3 separate regions of the Mus musculus genome follow, and all the other regions are linked to region 2. The links are chromatin contacts, called in public Hi-C maps. All regions are on one chromosome and are shown on one strand. Each heading gives the region's core, a stretch centred on a gene start, on an enhancer-like site or on the middle of the called end of the contact. The rest is flanking DNA. Distances are from core to core; before and after follow the strand shown.

Region 1 (4,252 bases), core at 684-3,183, 140 kb after region 2:
CGTCTGGTCTACAGAGTTAAGAGTGTCTCAAAAAGCAAATAAGGAGCCAAGCGTAGTGGGACACACCTTTAATACCAGCATCTGGGAGGCAGAGGCAGGTAGATCTGTATAACCTCAAGGCTAGCCTGGTCTACATGCCAAGTTCCAGCACAGCCAGGACTAAGTAGAGAGTCCTTGTCTGAGAAAAAGCAAACAAAGTTGCAGCCATTTTAAATTTCTTATGATGTCACTATCTTTCCTTCCTTCTTTCCTTCCTTCCTTCCTTCCTTCCTTCCTTCCTTCCTTCCTTCCTTCCTTCCTCCCTCCCTCCCTCCCTCCTTCCCTCCCTCCCTCCCTCCCTTCCTTCCTTCCTTCCCTTCCTCCCTTCATCTCTTGCCTTCTCTTTCCCTCCCTCCCTTCCTCTCTCCCTCCCCTCCTCTCTCCCTTCCCTCCTCCCCTCCTTCTGGCGTCTATATTCTTACAGTTTCACAGGATATCAGTGTACACCTGTCTCTCTCCACCTGGTTGGAACCAGGAATATGTCTGCCTACATTTTCTTACCTTTAGTTAATGCTGACATTTCCTCCCTGACTTCCTTTCTCCTTGAGCTTTCTCTGACTCCCTCGGACTTCTGCTCTTTGGATGTGGGGTTCTCAGCCACCGATGCTTTCTCATCTTTTTCTCTCTTCGGAGAGCTTCTTAACCTCATTTTTCTTTTTTTCTTTTTCTTGTTTTTAGAGAAAAAAAAAAATGGGAAGGAGTTTAACTAGGAGAGCCATGTCATTGAGTTAGGCACAGAGGTCAGCCCACAGCAGGAAGCAGCCACATGGCGAGGGGGGCTTTAGATCAGAGTAAGGACTTTAGGTTTCTTTACATATAACCAGTGAGGGTTCTGTTTGCTTGTTTGCTCTGTTTTCTCTTTTCATTTGAGATTCTCTCTCTCTGGTATTTGCTAATCTTTAGTTGTTTTATTATATTTATCTGTTTGTTTGTTTGTTTATGGAGAGAGGGTTTTTCTATGTATCCCTGGCCATCCTGGAACTCATTCTATAGACCAAGCTGCCCTCAAACTCAGAGATTCACCTGCCTCAGTCTCCCGAGTGCTGGGATTAAAGGCGTGCAACACCTCCGCTCAGTTTAGCTGTTTCATTCTTATTCAGGATTATTTAGTGGTGGTTGGAGAGATGTTTCAGCTGTTAGGCATGAGTTTGGTTCCCATCAACCACGTTTGGGGCAGAACAATCCCCGGTAACTCAAGATTCAAAGAATCCGATGTCCTCTTCTGGCATCTGGGGGAACCTCTGTGGGCACAAATGCTAATGATACTAATAATAAACCTGAAAAACAGAAACCTTTAGTTGTATAAAACCTTTATTTTAATCATTTTGTAACCTTAGAACACATTGAAATGCTGTACAAGTCCACACTGAGAATTAAGGCAACAGCTCTGATTGGAGAATTCTCAGTACTCAGCCTACAGCGTCTCTATGAAGCCATCTGTCGTAGTCCAGAACCAACCTGTACATTCACTCTCAACCCTGTGCTGATCTGATGAGTAATTTCATTCCACTCTCGGCTTGTGTTTCAGCTTCTCAGAGGGCCACACAAACTGATGTTACTAATCTTGGCAACCCACACCTCCAAGTCTGAAGACCAATCCCCAACACCTCCCCTGGGGACAGGAGGGGGCATCCGCCTCGAGGTGACCAATGAGGAACCTAAACTGGTCAGCACACACGCCCTTGTTTGAGCTTTGCCTTTCACCCTCTGGGCCATCTCAGTCTGAAAGTAGCTGGGTCTAGATCCTGCTTTCCGTGGACATAGCTCTTTTGATAGGTCCTTAACTACGACAACTCCAGTACATGCTGGTCCCCCAACCCCAAAGCGTGTGTTAACAGGCAAGCTTTTATTCCACTACCAAAAACAAAAATTTACTTCCTGTCAACAGTGAGTAGGCACTTCCGGAATGGTGAAGCTATGCTGTACGCTGCAGGAGGCCTCTGGACTGTAGTGCACGTCTCTGTATAAGAACGAGAGATACTGGAGGGAGGGGTGGGGAGGGACACAGAGAGTGGTGACCTGGGTTTTGCTTTTTGATGACCATGCATTTTTACAAATTTTGCCAGTAAACCTTTGTCTTAACCCATTGGGATTGACTTAGCAATCTTTCTAAATTCCAGCACAAAAAAAGCTCCAAATGGGGGCATTCTCTCTCTCTCTCTCTCTCTCTCTCTCTCTCTCTCTCTCTCTCTCTCTCTCATACACACACACACACACACACACACACACACACACACACACACACACAAGTCAGTTGGGAAAAAAATACTGTTTTTGTATAATCCATAAAAGTTAAAATATAGAGCCGGGCGTGATGGCGCACACCTTTAATCCCAGCACTCAGGAAACAGAGACAGGCGAATTTCTGAGTTCGAGGCCAGCCTGGTCTACAGAGTGAGTTCCAGGACAGCCAGAGAAACCCTGTCTCAAAACCCTGTCTCAAAAAAAACCAAAAATAAATAAATAAATAAATAAAAATAAAAAAGTAATAATAAAAATAAAAAAATCGATTAAAAAAAACAGTACTAACCATTACACCAAACATTTCTGTTTTGCATTTTATAATTTACATTGATGCTAAACTTTTGTCTTGATCTCCACAGCACTGGTAGATGTATATTTTTTTTAACCGTAAGAGATGGGTTTCAGTTTCTCAAAAAAAGCAAATGACAGGGTTGAAGCTCAGGACCGCTAGCTCCCCAACCCTCCTAATGTGTGAGCCGGCCCCTCCAGCGGGGCAGGCCATCTCCAGGAGGAGGCTCCCCTTTTTATCTGATTCCTCCAGTTTTGCTCCTTTTCTTCTTTGCAGGAATCTGAGGGCAAATCTTACCCTTTCGTTGAATCCTTTAACAAGCACTGCCCATGTTTATTAACTAAACAGGCGCTCTGGCAACCATTCATCTTTGAGAATGGAAACAAAGTTGCATTTATCAGAACTTAGATTAGAGTTCTGCCCATCTGTTTACTTTGCCACAATATCGCCCCGGCAAGAGCATCTACAGGATCTGAAACCTAGCATGTCTTCCTCTGCAGCAACGAACAGAAGTGAGGCTGTCATTACAAGTGCCCACATAGCTAGGCGTAGAGAGGAATTCGTTTTATGTAACTTTTACATCTTATAGTTTTTCTTAAACTAACAAAACATTTAAATCATAACATGAACTATTATTTTGGCATAAAACTCTCTGCACAGAAGAGTATTTCAGTAAAAACTGACATTTCATTCCTGATGGCGGGGGAATGCCGTCCTCCCTCATTCCTCCCCTAGTGCTCCACTGCAAAGACAGAGATAAAATTCCACACAGCCTCATTGTGAAGATGGAGATAAAAGTTTCATGTAAGACTTTGGCATCTCTGATCTTTGTCTTGTATCAACTGCTTCGCATGCAGAACACCAACATGGGCTAGATCTCTTGGAATTCCATACAGCTACAAAATATTTCCTCCAACTGATCTAAATAATCAGATTGGTTAATAGTGTTGCTTATGTGTGTGTTAGGCTGCTACACCCCCCTCCTAGTTCTAATTTGAGCTAGGAAATGGAACTATTAGTAAATGAGAGAGTGGTGGTATAGCTCAGTGGTAGGGTGCTCACTGGTTGCATCTGTGACCCCAGTCTCATGCAGAGCACCACAAAAGTCTAGATAGGGTCAATGCAAAATTCTTAAGTAAAAGGTACTTGTGTTTGAAAGAGATAAGTCAAGAGGATTTGAGGTAAACTGTCAAATTCACCACAAATTCAACCATAGAACGGGGCAGAAGAAAGATGCAGAGGAGGACAGAAGGTACCTTTACGTCTGGTTCACTTGTCTTATTTTTGTTTTTGAGACAGGGTCTCATTATGTAGCCCTGGATGGCCTAGACCAGGCTGGGGCTTTGAATTTACAGAGATTCCCCCACCAATGCCTCCCGAGTCCTTGGAATTGAGGACATACACCTCTACATTTAGTTTTTGGTTTTTTTCCACCACTTTTTTTTTCTATTCTTGACATTAGCAAAAGCTATTTTTAAAGGACTAGTTAATAAGACTATGTAACAAATTATTCCTAGTGATAAATAGTATTGTAATCGGAAGGCATCCTGGGAAGGGTTCATCAAACAAACAAACAAACAAACAAACAAACAAAAACTGTACAATAGAAAATGAGTGAATAGCCAAAATAAATCTGGTGAATTGGTTCATCAAAAAAGGGGGGAAAGGGAAGTGAAAATG
Region 2 (4,876 bases), core at 1,901-4,400:
TTTTTTGTTGGCCCTATCTTGAATTTCTAAATGTCAAACGTGCAGGAGCCGATGTGTCCGACTTCCGCAGTAAATACATTTACCACAAACATATTTAGTCATTTGTGGAACTATTGAAATGGCTCCGGAGCCAGACTCAAAACTAAGCAGCCAGGAAGTGCACCCCCAAACCTAGCGAGGAAACCACCCCACCACCAGTGAGAAGCAAGCAGCCCGCAGAACAGCAACTGTGAGGCTTGCTCAATCCTAAGCCAACTGCTAAACCACCCTTACAACTCCCACTTGTTCTTGAGACAACAGATACTTTAGCAGCTGTTACACTGCCTGCACAAGAAACAGAGAAAGCATAACTGAATCTGTTTCATTTTTATTAATTCCCAAGTCAAAATGCAGTACTGGCAAACAGATTGACAAAACTGAAATCATATGTTTGTACCCTAGCTGCAAAGGAGGCTGGGGAAGCTAGCATTTGGCATTTTAGCTTCTAAAGCAGGCGGCGTTTTCTAAACTGGTGCACTAGGGAATTCCTCAGAAAGAAAAAAGCCTCAAATGAAAACAGATATTCTTGCTTTGGTTTGCTCAATAACTATACAGACCTTTCCTTTTAAACTAAACATGAAAGACCCAAACTTTCTCCTAACAGAAAGAAACCAATTTTTTTCCCCTTGTAACTGAACATCATCTCCAAATTCAAGAACTCTGAGTGACTTGGCAATGTATGTCAACACATGCCAGGGATGCTGGCAGCTGAGAGGTGGGAGCTGGAGAATCGAGAATCCAAAGTCATCCTCAACTGCATGGGGCATCTGAGGCCAACTGAGCTACGTAAGACCCTGAATCAAAAGGTTCATTTCTCTAAGTCCATCACTGTACTGCCTTGATACTTAACCATTCCTAGCATGCCCTGTATGAAAGAGGTGGATAAAAGAGCAGATGGAAGACTGGGAAGTATTGGATTCTATAGCTATGTGCAAGACAACAGAAGGACACAAACATCAATCCTACCTTCTTACTTCTTTACCAGCGGTTTAGCATGAATGGCCATTTGGCTTCAGCTAAAAAAGTCCGCTAATCAAAGTTGCATCTATGTGCTGATAACCTAGTGATATGATCTTGCTTTGGCCACTGTTTATTCCTTAAAAATAAATAAGAAGAGAAAGGAAGGAAGGAAGGGAGAAGGAGGGAGGGAGGGAGGGAGAGAGAGAGAGAGAGAGAGAGAGAGAGAGAGAGAGAGAGTGAGTGCCGGTGATTAAAGCCAGAGACACAGTGGGTAAAGATACCTGATGCCAAGCCATGGTGACCTGAATTCACTCCCCAGCGCCCATATAATGAAAAGAGAGAACTTAACTCCTTCAACTTGCCCTTTGACCTCCACACTTACACTGAAGCATGCACATACCATGGCAGGTGCATACCAGTAGGCAAGTAGACATACAGACACATGCATGCTCACATACATAAATGTAATAAGATAGAAAGATTTTAAAGCAGGCCTTGAACTCCTAAAAGGGCTGGGATTACAGGTTGTGCCACCATGTCCAGTTACAGACTCTCTCTGCTCTGTCCCTGATTCTGTCTGTCTATCTGCCTCTCTCTTTCTCTCTTTCTCTCTTTCTCTCTCTCTCTCTCTCTCTCTCTCTCTCTCTCTCTCTCTCTCTCTCTCTCACACACACACACACACACATTTAAATTGAAAATATACACCACAGGTTCATGTGTTCAAAAACCTTGGTCCTTTAGACTCAGAGGTTATAAACAAATAATCTTAAAGAGGATTTAAAGTTGGAAAGGAATGTGGGGTGGAGGATCCCAGGGATGTTGAAGAACAGGTTGGGGCCAAGTATGGTCAAACCACATTGTTGCGTGGATGACATCCACAAAGAATAAATAACATCTATTATTTTTCTTTTTTAAAGTCCTGGTTCCTGTCTGGTGAGGAGAGGATAGAGGGCTCAGGTGATGAAATCTGGATGGAGGAAGAAAGTGACCGGAAGTAGGGGTAGATGAGCCTTTGGAGGTAAAATCCAGGTTCTTCCTCACCCTGCTCCTCATGTCCCATAAAGGGAGATGCTTTGCTCCGCCATTTGGATTTTCTCATCACTGCCCTTAAGAAATGGAGACAGACAGTTACAGAGCGGAGAGAGTGAGGAGGCTGCGTCTGGCTCCCGCTCTCACAGCCATTGCAGTACATTGATCTCCATAGAGACAGCACTGGGGCAAGCGAGAGCCTGATAGGCACTGGGAGACTCTGTGCCTTGCGGAGGAAAATCAACTAAACATGGGCAAAAGAGATCCTAAGAAGCCGAGAGGCAAAATGTCCTCATATACGTTCTTTGTGCAAACCTGCCAGGAGGAGCACAAGAAAAAGCACCCGGATGCTTCTGTCAACTTCTCAGAGTTCTCCAAGAAGTGCTCAGAGTTATGGAAGACCATGTCTGCTAAAGAAAAGGGGAAATTTGAAGACATGGCAAAAGCTGACAAGGCTCGTTATGAAAGAGAAATGAAAACCTACATCCCCCCTCCTCAAAGGGGAGACCAAAAAGAAGTTCAAGGACCCCAATTCGCCCAAGAGGCCTCCTTCGGTCTTCTTCTTGCTCTGTTCTGAGTACCGCCCCAAAATCAAAGGTGAGCATCCTGGCTTATCCATTGGTGAAGTTGCAAAGAAACCGGTGGCGGGGTGGGGGTGGGGGGGGAGGAGAGAGAGAGAAAGAGAGAGAGAGAGAGAGAGAGAGAGAGAGAGAGAGAGAGAGAACTGAATCATTCTTAGAGGTTTATCCACATCCTTTCTACCAATCTTGTCAACAATCTTTCTATTTTTTTTCCTTCCATTCCCTTAATCATCTAGACAAGTTCTTAGGCACCAGCTTTACACCTGACCATAGGACATCTCCCTGGAAGACACAGGTCTGTACAAGTCATTCCCATCTTCTCAAGGGATCGGAGAGTTGACTTGCTAGGGTTCCTTCATGGTCAGCAGCTTCTGCCACTATGTTTTGTTCTGTTGCTAGAACTTGAGTTTCTATGATGACTAGGACCAAACCAAGAGTTATTTCTAAAAAAAAAAAAAAGTTACATAGTCAGAGACTGACGTCTACCAAGACAAACCAAAGAGCACAGCAATCTGAACCAGTTAGAAATCATTCTCTTCATCTTGATAGCCACAAAGGGTGGCAGCAGCGTTATAAGCCACAAAGGAGCGACTAGGTGAAGAAATTGAAATCTCTAGAATCTAGAGACATCAAAGCATCAAAACTCACACCTAAAGCTTTGGGTGGCAGTATATCAAAAATCACCAATTTGGTGGATGTATTTTGTCTGTCCCATACCATCAGTATGAAGAATGTATATTAGAGCTAAGGCTGGGAAGATGGCTCAGTGGATAAAATGACTTGGTAACACAAGTTGGGGATCAGAGGTTTAGATGTCTAGAAGCCACAGAAATATCAGGTGGGTGTGGTGGCACAACTGTAATCCCAGACCTTGGGATCTGTAGAGCAAGCTGACTAGACAGACAGCGGAATCAGCAAGTTCTAGGTTCATGCGAGGTATCTTGCCTCAGTACATAAGATGGAGAAAGCAGAAGTAGATTGGAAAAGGCACCTGATGTTGACTTCTGGCCTCACATGTCCACACCCATGACAACACTCCTATGCACATGCACACACACACACACACAAAAGAACACAATTTTTAAATATATTATGCTAAAAGGTTACATTATACAAGAAAAGGCAACCATGGGGTTATTAAATAATGGGACTATCAATAGAAACATCGTAATAGAAATGAATGTGATACAATTATAATGCAATAAAAGGCTACCCAGAATAAAGTTAATATAACAAGACAGGACTAATGCAAAACAGAGAAGTCCAGATGTGATGGCTTATGCCTGTAATCCAAGCACTTGGGAAGATGCAGTAGGGAGAGTACTATGAGTTTGGGGACAGGCTGAACTACAGAATACAGGATCCTCTCTCAATAAAATCACAACACCAAATCAAATCAAAACACTGCAAGCAAAAAAAAAAAAATGTGTTTGGATGAAACAGAAATCCTTACTAATGGGCTGGGAAGGAGATCAGTCATGAAGTCTTGGTGAATATATTGGGTTTCATCCCAAACACCACAGATAACGAAGAGGAGTAAAGAAAGAAGAAAGAAGAGAAGGCCACTTTACTGATATCATGGTATTTAATGAGAAATCCTAAAATTCCTTGCCTTGGGGTTGTTTGTGGCTTGATGCTGTCTTTGAAACCTGATGTCTTCCTTCCTTTGCTTTGGCTTCCTGGCCAGCTGGTTTCATCATGAAGTTCATCTCCTCATGGTTTGTAGCTGCAACAGTTAAGATTGTCGATATTTATTTGCACGTTAGAGGGGAGGCAGGAAAGGTGGGCAATAAAGCTTCTTTCATTTGTGTAAGGAGCAAACTCTTTCCCAGAAGTTCTCAGGCTACTTCCTTTTCTGTCTTTGAGATCAGAAATAGAACCGGCCTCTAAGGAAATCACAAAAAAGGGGAAATGGGCAATGGTTGATTCATCAACTGTGCCCAACCAGCTCCTAAACAGATAACAGATAGGAATCAGAAACAGCTCTTGGGCAGACAAAAAGACTCTGCCTCAACTGTAAATTTTTTTGTGGGGGGTAAATGTATTTGCAAACAACTGAGAATGGGGAGACCATATCCTGCCCTCCATTTCTCTAACCTACAATCTAAACTCATTCCTCTAGTTTTGTTTCTCAAAATTAGGTTGCCTGAAGTTTACATCAGTATTCCAATATTGTCATTATATAGTATTCTGCTAGTTGTGCTGAAATCTTGCAGACAAAGGTACAGGCCAATCATGAAGTGGTCAAGAAATGGTAGGGTAGGAAA
Region 3 (4,795 bases), core at 558-3,057, 170 kb after region 2:
AAGAGTAAGAGGTCATGACTGTAGTGATGGCTCAGCAGTTAAGAACTACTCTTCTAGAGAAGACTAGGGTTTGATTCTCAGCATCCACATGATGGCTGACACTGTTTGTAACTCAGGTTCTAGGGATCCATTGCCCTTCTCTGGCTTCCATGGGCACCAGGCACACATGCGATACAGACCTACATGCAGGCAACACCCACCCCCACCCGCACACAATGTATTGGCATGCTGTGGCATGCATTCGTGGAGGCTGAGATAGAGGAACTGCATGACTCCAGGGCCTGGGGGCTAGCCTCAGCAACACAGCCAAATTATGTCTAAGACACACCAAACAAAAAACTCCAGAAAAGACCTGTCCCCTGGAGAGATGGCTCAGAGGTTAAGAGCACTGACTGTTCTTCCAGAGGTTCTGAGTTCAAATCCCAGCAACCACATGGTGGCTCACAATCATCTGTAATGAGATCTGATGCCCTCTTCTGGTGGTCTGAAGACAGCTACAATGTACTCATATATAATAATAATAATAATAATAATAATAATAATAATAATAATAATAGACCTGCCCCCACCTCAGGCAAGCATTCCATCACAACTAGTATTTGCTGTGTTACACAGAGACACTATTATCTTCATAGAGACCTCAAACAAAAAGGTAAAAATTGCTACGGGTCGCGTTTAATGCCCTCAGCGTAAATGACATGACTTTTCTTCTTCTCCATGTATAAGCCCACAGTTTTCCAGGAATCTCACCTGCAACCCCATTTACAACAAAAGGAAATGTCTTAACTATCCGGTAGAACGCTTGCAGTCCATGTTTTGATCTTATCAGACTGTAACTCCACGAAAGGCGCCCCTGTAGCCACCCTACAAAAAGGAGGGATGGGGGGAGGGGCTCTTAGCAGCCCCTTTGAGTTGTAACTTGGGAGCCACCAAAATGGTCTTTATGGTTACTGTTAAAACACAGCTCTGAAACCCATGCACCTGGTCTTGGATGTGTCTTATTGTTATTAGCCCTCATATTTAAATCTACTCTGAGAAAACCCTCTTTTTAATTAACTCCAGCTCTGCTTCATACCACATCATTCTTTAATTCCTTCCTTCAGTTTTACCTGAGTGGAGGTTCCTAAGGGACAAAGGGCTACTAAGTAGGGCTTGCTGAGTGCCCCGGATTTAAGGCTCACTAGTTTTAACCTAGACGCCTTTCCCGCTGAATAGGAAAACAATTGTTTTGAACTATCTCAATTTATTTGATAGGAGAGTAAGAAACTTCAACCTCCGGCCCCGCGTGGGTAAGAGATAACATTGTATTCCACAATGTTTGACAAAGATGAATGGCCTTCTGCCATTTACACAGAATCCCCTTAACTTAGTTTTTGTTTGGTGAGCTCTTTGGCGCCAGGAGAGCTGTTGCCGCAAGCAAACAAAGGGAAACACACTGTGGGGCCTAGGGACTCTGAAATCTTAATCCGGAGGGAACTGGCCAAACCTTCAGAGGGGGAGGGTATGCACGACTAATAGAAAGCTCTGAGAAACATTAATTTAAGTACCGGGCTTGGGGGCACTGAATAGCGCCCTCGGTCTGGTAAGAAGAAACCTTTGCACATCCAAAGATGTATAGGAGCAGAACTATCCGGTCCTTTTCACCTGTCACATCAAAGTAAATGTGTGAACCCATCCAACGGATGGAAAGAACACTCTGTGGGGAGTTGCAACCCCTCCGGGAGGTGATGGGGTACACACACCTGGCTGGCTCCAGGAGCTAGGTCCCTCCCCAACCTGTGTTAGCCAGAGGGTGGGGGCGGGAGAGGATTCGGCGCCGAGGTTGCACAGCACATCCGGGCGCGCCGGTAGCGGGCTGCGGGCTGCATAATTGATGGAAGGCCGGCGCAATTGCGCTGGGAGCGTCTCGGGGGTGGAGGCCAGGGCGGCCGGGCCCCTCCCACTCGGTTTATTCTCGAGTGTCCTGTCCCCAGGACTGGCAGTGGGCGCCCAGTTACCAGCAAGTGTACACAGGGACCAACGGAGACGGATCGCAGCGAGCTGAGGGTGCCTTAGCGACCTCCTGGACAGACCCGCCCGCGCCATGCGCTCGCACACTGGCCTGAGGGCGCTTGTGGCGCCTGGTTACCCGCTCCTCCTTCTATGTCTTCTGGCGGCGACGCGCCCTGATCCGGCTGAGGGCGATCCCACAGGTACCTGGGGGGTTCGGGGGGCTGGCGCGGGGAGGGCTCTGGGTTCACCGGAAGAGGCTCAGTGGCGGCGACCCTCCAGCCCGACGACATCCCTTGCCGCTCGCGCAGGGGCCGCGGGGATGCAGGCGCAGGCGGCTACGGAGCGGAGAGGGGGGTGGCCTTTCATTGGCTGGGCGCGGGTTACCCAAGGAGGAAACGTGGGAGCCCGGGTGGCTCCGCATCCGCCGGGTATAGGGATGATCCCGTCCCAGTAAAGCTCAGTTTGATCCTGGGAGCTGGTAGTGAGACAGGGTCGGATTTTTCCTAGGAAGTGGGCAAATAGAGTGCGTGGGTTTGTGCGGGGGAGACTGGGGGCTTCTGCTAGTGTGGCATGATTATGAGTCCACATTCCGCGAGGCCGGCTCCCTTCATTAGAGCCACAGCGAGGCTCTCGTATCACCTTTCCTCCTGGCAGGTGTTGAAATTGAGTATGATTTTTAGAGCAGAGGGTAAAAATCGCGATAGCCAGCCAACTCAAACAAGCCCAGATAAGAAAATTAGACGTGTGTGTTGTCTTTTCATAACAATCTTTATAAAAACAAAACATTTTTCAAGGGTGTTGGGTTGCGTGTTTACGGCATGCGGACAGAAGGATTTCCGTGAAAAACATTACCGGGTCAAGATCTATTTTGCCACCTTAACTCACCTTTTTATACTTTATGTGTTGCAAGCGATCCAATGCTTTTCAGTGCAAGTTCCTGTGTCTGTGGCAGGTTAGCTCCCATTTAAGTCACCACTAACTTTCTTAAGCAGTTGAAAGACTGGCTTTACTGGGAACTAAATCCAGACATTATTCCACACAAGGTTTTGCGCTATTATAAATTATTTCCATGAGGTTATAGCATGTAGATTGGTTAAACATAGTATAAAAGAAAATGGTCAAAAGGACACACACACACACTGTTAACTTGGATTCTTCTAGTCCCTAGATTTTCTTGTTCCACATGTTTTCCATCATAATAGTTTAGGACATGACCTTACCAGGCGAACCTGGTTCTTCGGTCCTCTTCCATGCATCATTTATCATATGCTTCTGAAAAATATAGCCTCTTTTTCTAACTCGCTTCTTTTGCCTCCCCGCTTCCCCTTTCCGCTCCCAGCTCCTTCCCTCCCCCTCTCTTCCTTTCTTCCTCCTTCCCCCTTCCTTCTTTCTTCCCTCTGCACTTCCCTCTGCTGTTGTCTTCCTCCTTTCCGTGAGCGTGGGCCTGCGTGGACAGAAGCACCTCCACCTTGGAACTACAAATCCAGCCTACACTATTGTTTTGAGATTCAGTGTCTCTTGGGTTAGTTCTAGAAGTTTGCCTTCTCCACTTGGCAGTGGTGGGAACTTTTTCCCCAAGAGCTTTAAAAAGACCGATCTCCAGGTCTTGCCCTAGAAACAACTGATTCTTTTAGCATAGAAGTCAGCCTGGACATTAGCAGTTTGGAAAAATTCTCAGTGTGAGTCAAAGCAGGCAAAAATCACGAGAGGACCCAAGGGTGTATTGTTGCTGACGTCAGGTTGAAGTTAATGTACCCCCCTGGCTTCTATAGAGAAGAAACTTGGAAGCAGATGAAGCTGTAAATAAACGTGCTGAAAGTCAGGGGAACGTGGGACTTCCTTGGAAGACTCAGCTCAGACGAAAGTTACAAAATTTGAATGCCTTGGTATCTGAATTCCCAGCATCCATTTGGCAGCTTCCAACCATCTGTAACTGCAGTCCCAGGGGATCCGTCCTCTTCTAGCCTCCTTGGGCATGGGCATAGATGTAGGGAAAACACTCATATACATAAAAACAAATAGCTAGATGGATAGATGAAAGGATAAATAAAGTGGTGAGGCCTCTACAACTCTTCCTAGATTCAGTATTAACTTGAATGAGATTCAACATTGTCTTTACTAAAGCAATACAGCAAGGTTTATTGAGTGCTTATGTCTTTATACTTTGGACTATTTAGAAATAGGTGTTCTGCTAAAAGAAGATTTTTGGGGGCCAATATCAATAATGTAAGTTACTGTACTAATACAGTGTCAGAGGCACTGCACTGTGCAGTGTGTAGCCTGATGGATTAGACTTTATTTTCCCTGATTTCCTTTCTTTCTTTTTTTAAAAGATTTATTTATTTTATTTATATGAGTACACTGTAGTTGTCTAAAGACACACCAGAAGAGGGCATCAGATCTCATTACAGATGGTTGTGAGTCACCACGTGGTTGCTGGGAATTGAACTCAGTAGCTCTGGAAGAGCAGTCAGTGCTCTTAACCGCTGAGCCATGTCTCCAGCCCCTCCCTGATTTTCCAAAGAGGAAGTTGGGCAGTCAGTTAAGCAATTGCCTAGTGCGTGGAGTTAGTTTAGTAGTAAAGCAGAAGGTTTAAAGTGAGTCTCCCTCCATAGCCCGTTTTCTTAAACACAGCTCTCTCAGAGATCACTGCACCTACCTGTGTGAGTCTGTATGTGTGAAACCACATGTGCATTTTTTTGAGTCTTGGAATGAGGTCAAAGGTAAGGCCCAGGGGAGTGAGTCGCTGGCTTCTTCAAGGTTCTTTCTTGAAATTTTTGTCGTTTTCTTTATTTTGTGGATG

Evidence for each region. Hi-C and Micro-C count contacts between places; a contact is called where the count stands out from the background.
Region 1: a contact with region 2 is called in a Hi-C map of granulocyte-monocyte progenitors, with 4 times the contacts expected there. The contact joins two enhancer-like sites. A contact is called at or near these places in 1 of 15 datasets of contacts at CTCF or cohesin (CD8 T cells), 16 of 484 Hi-C or Micro-C datasets (B cells, CD4 T cells, DN3 thymocytes and 13 more), 3 of 115 datasets of contacts at active chromatin or transcription factors (bone marrow-derived macrophages, effector CD8 T cells and microglia) and 2 of 9 other capture datasets (liver and pancreatic islet).
Region 3: a contact with region 2 is called in a Hi-C map of effector CD8 T cells, with 2.9 times the contacts expected there. The contact joins the promoter of Emb here to the enhancer-like site in region 2. A contact is called at or near these places in 6 of 484 Hi-C or Micro-C datasets (CD8 T cells, LSK cells, effector CD8 T cells and 2 more), 6 of 115 datasets of contacts at active chromatin or transcription factors (CD8 T cells, bone marrow-derived macrophages, effector CD8 T cells and 3 more) and 3 of 9 other capture datasets (adipose tissue, liver and pancreatic islet).

What each region holds. Positions count from the first base shown.
Region 1 is chr13:117,194,213-117,198,464 of GRCm38.p6, forward strand. No RefSeq gene overlaps it. Among named protein-coding and RNA genes, the nearest start is that of Emb, 24 kb to the right of the region's middle. Within about 2 kb of position 1,934, at least 86 of the 459 cell types and tissues checked have an H3K27ac peak or open chromatin away from gene starts, as enhancers often do. A contact at or near this core is called in CD8 T cells, bone marrow-derived macrophages, effector CD8 T cells and 2 more, where this site is marked.
Region 2 is chr13:117,048,456-117,053,331 of GRCm38.p6, forward strand. It overlaps the pseudogene Gm29767. Among named protein-coding and RNA genes, the nearest start is that of Parp8, 25 kb to the left of the region's middle. Within about 2 kb of position 3,151, at least 36 of the 459 cell types and tissues checked have an H3K27ac peak or open chromatin away from gene starts, as enhancers often do. A contact at or near this core is called in CD8 T cells, bone marrow-derived macrophages, effector CD8 T cells and 6 more, where this site is marked.
Region 3 is chr13:117,218,766-117,223,560 of GRCm38.p6, forward strand. Emb (embigin) reads left to right here and starts at 1,808. Exons shown (of 9, transcript NM_010330.4): 1 at 1,808-2,192. The coding sequence starts at 2,084.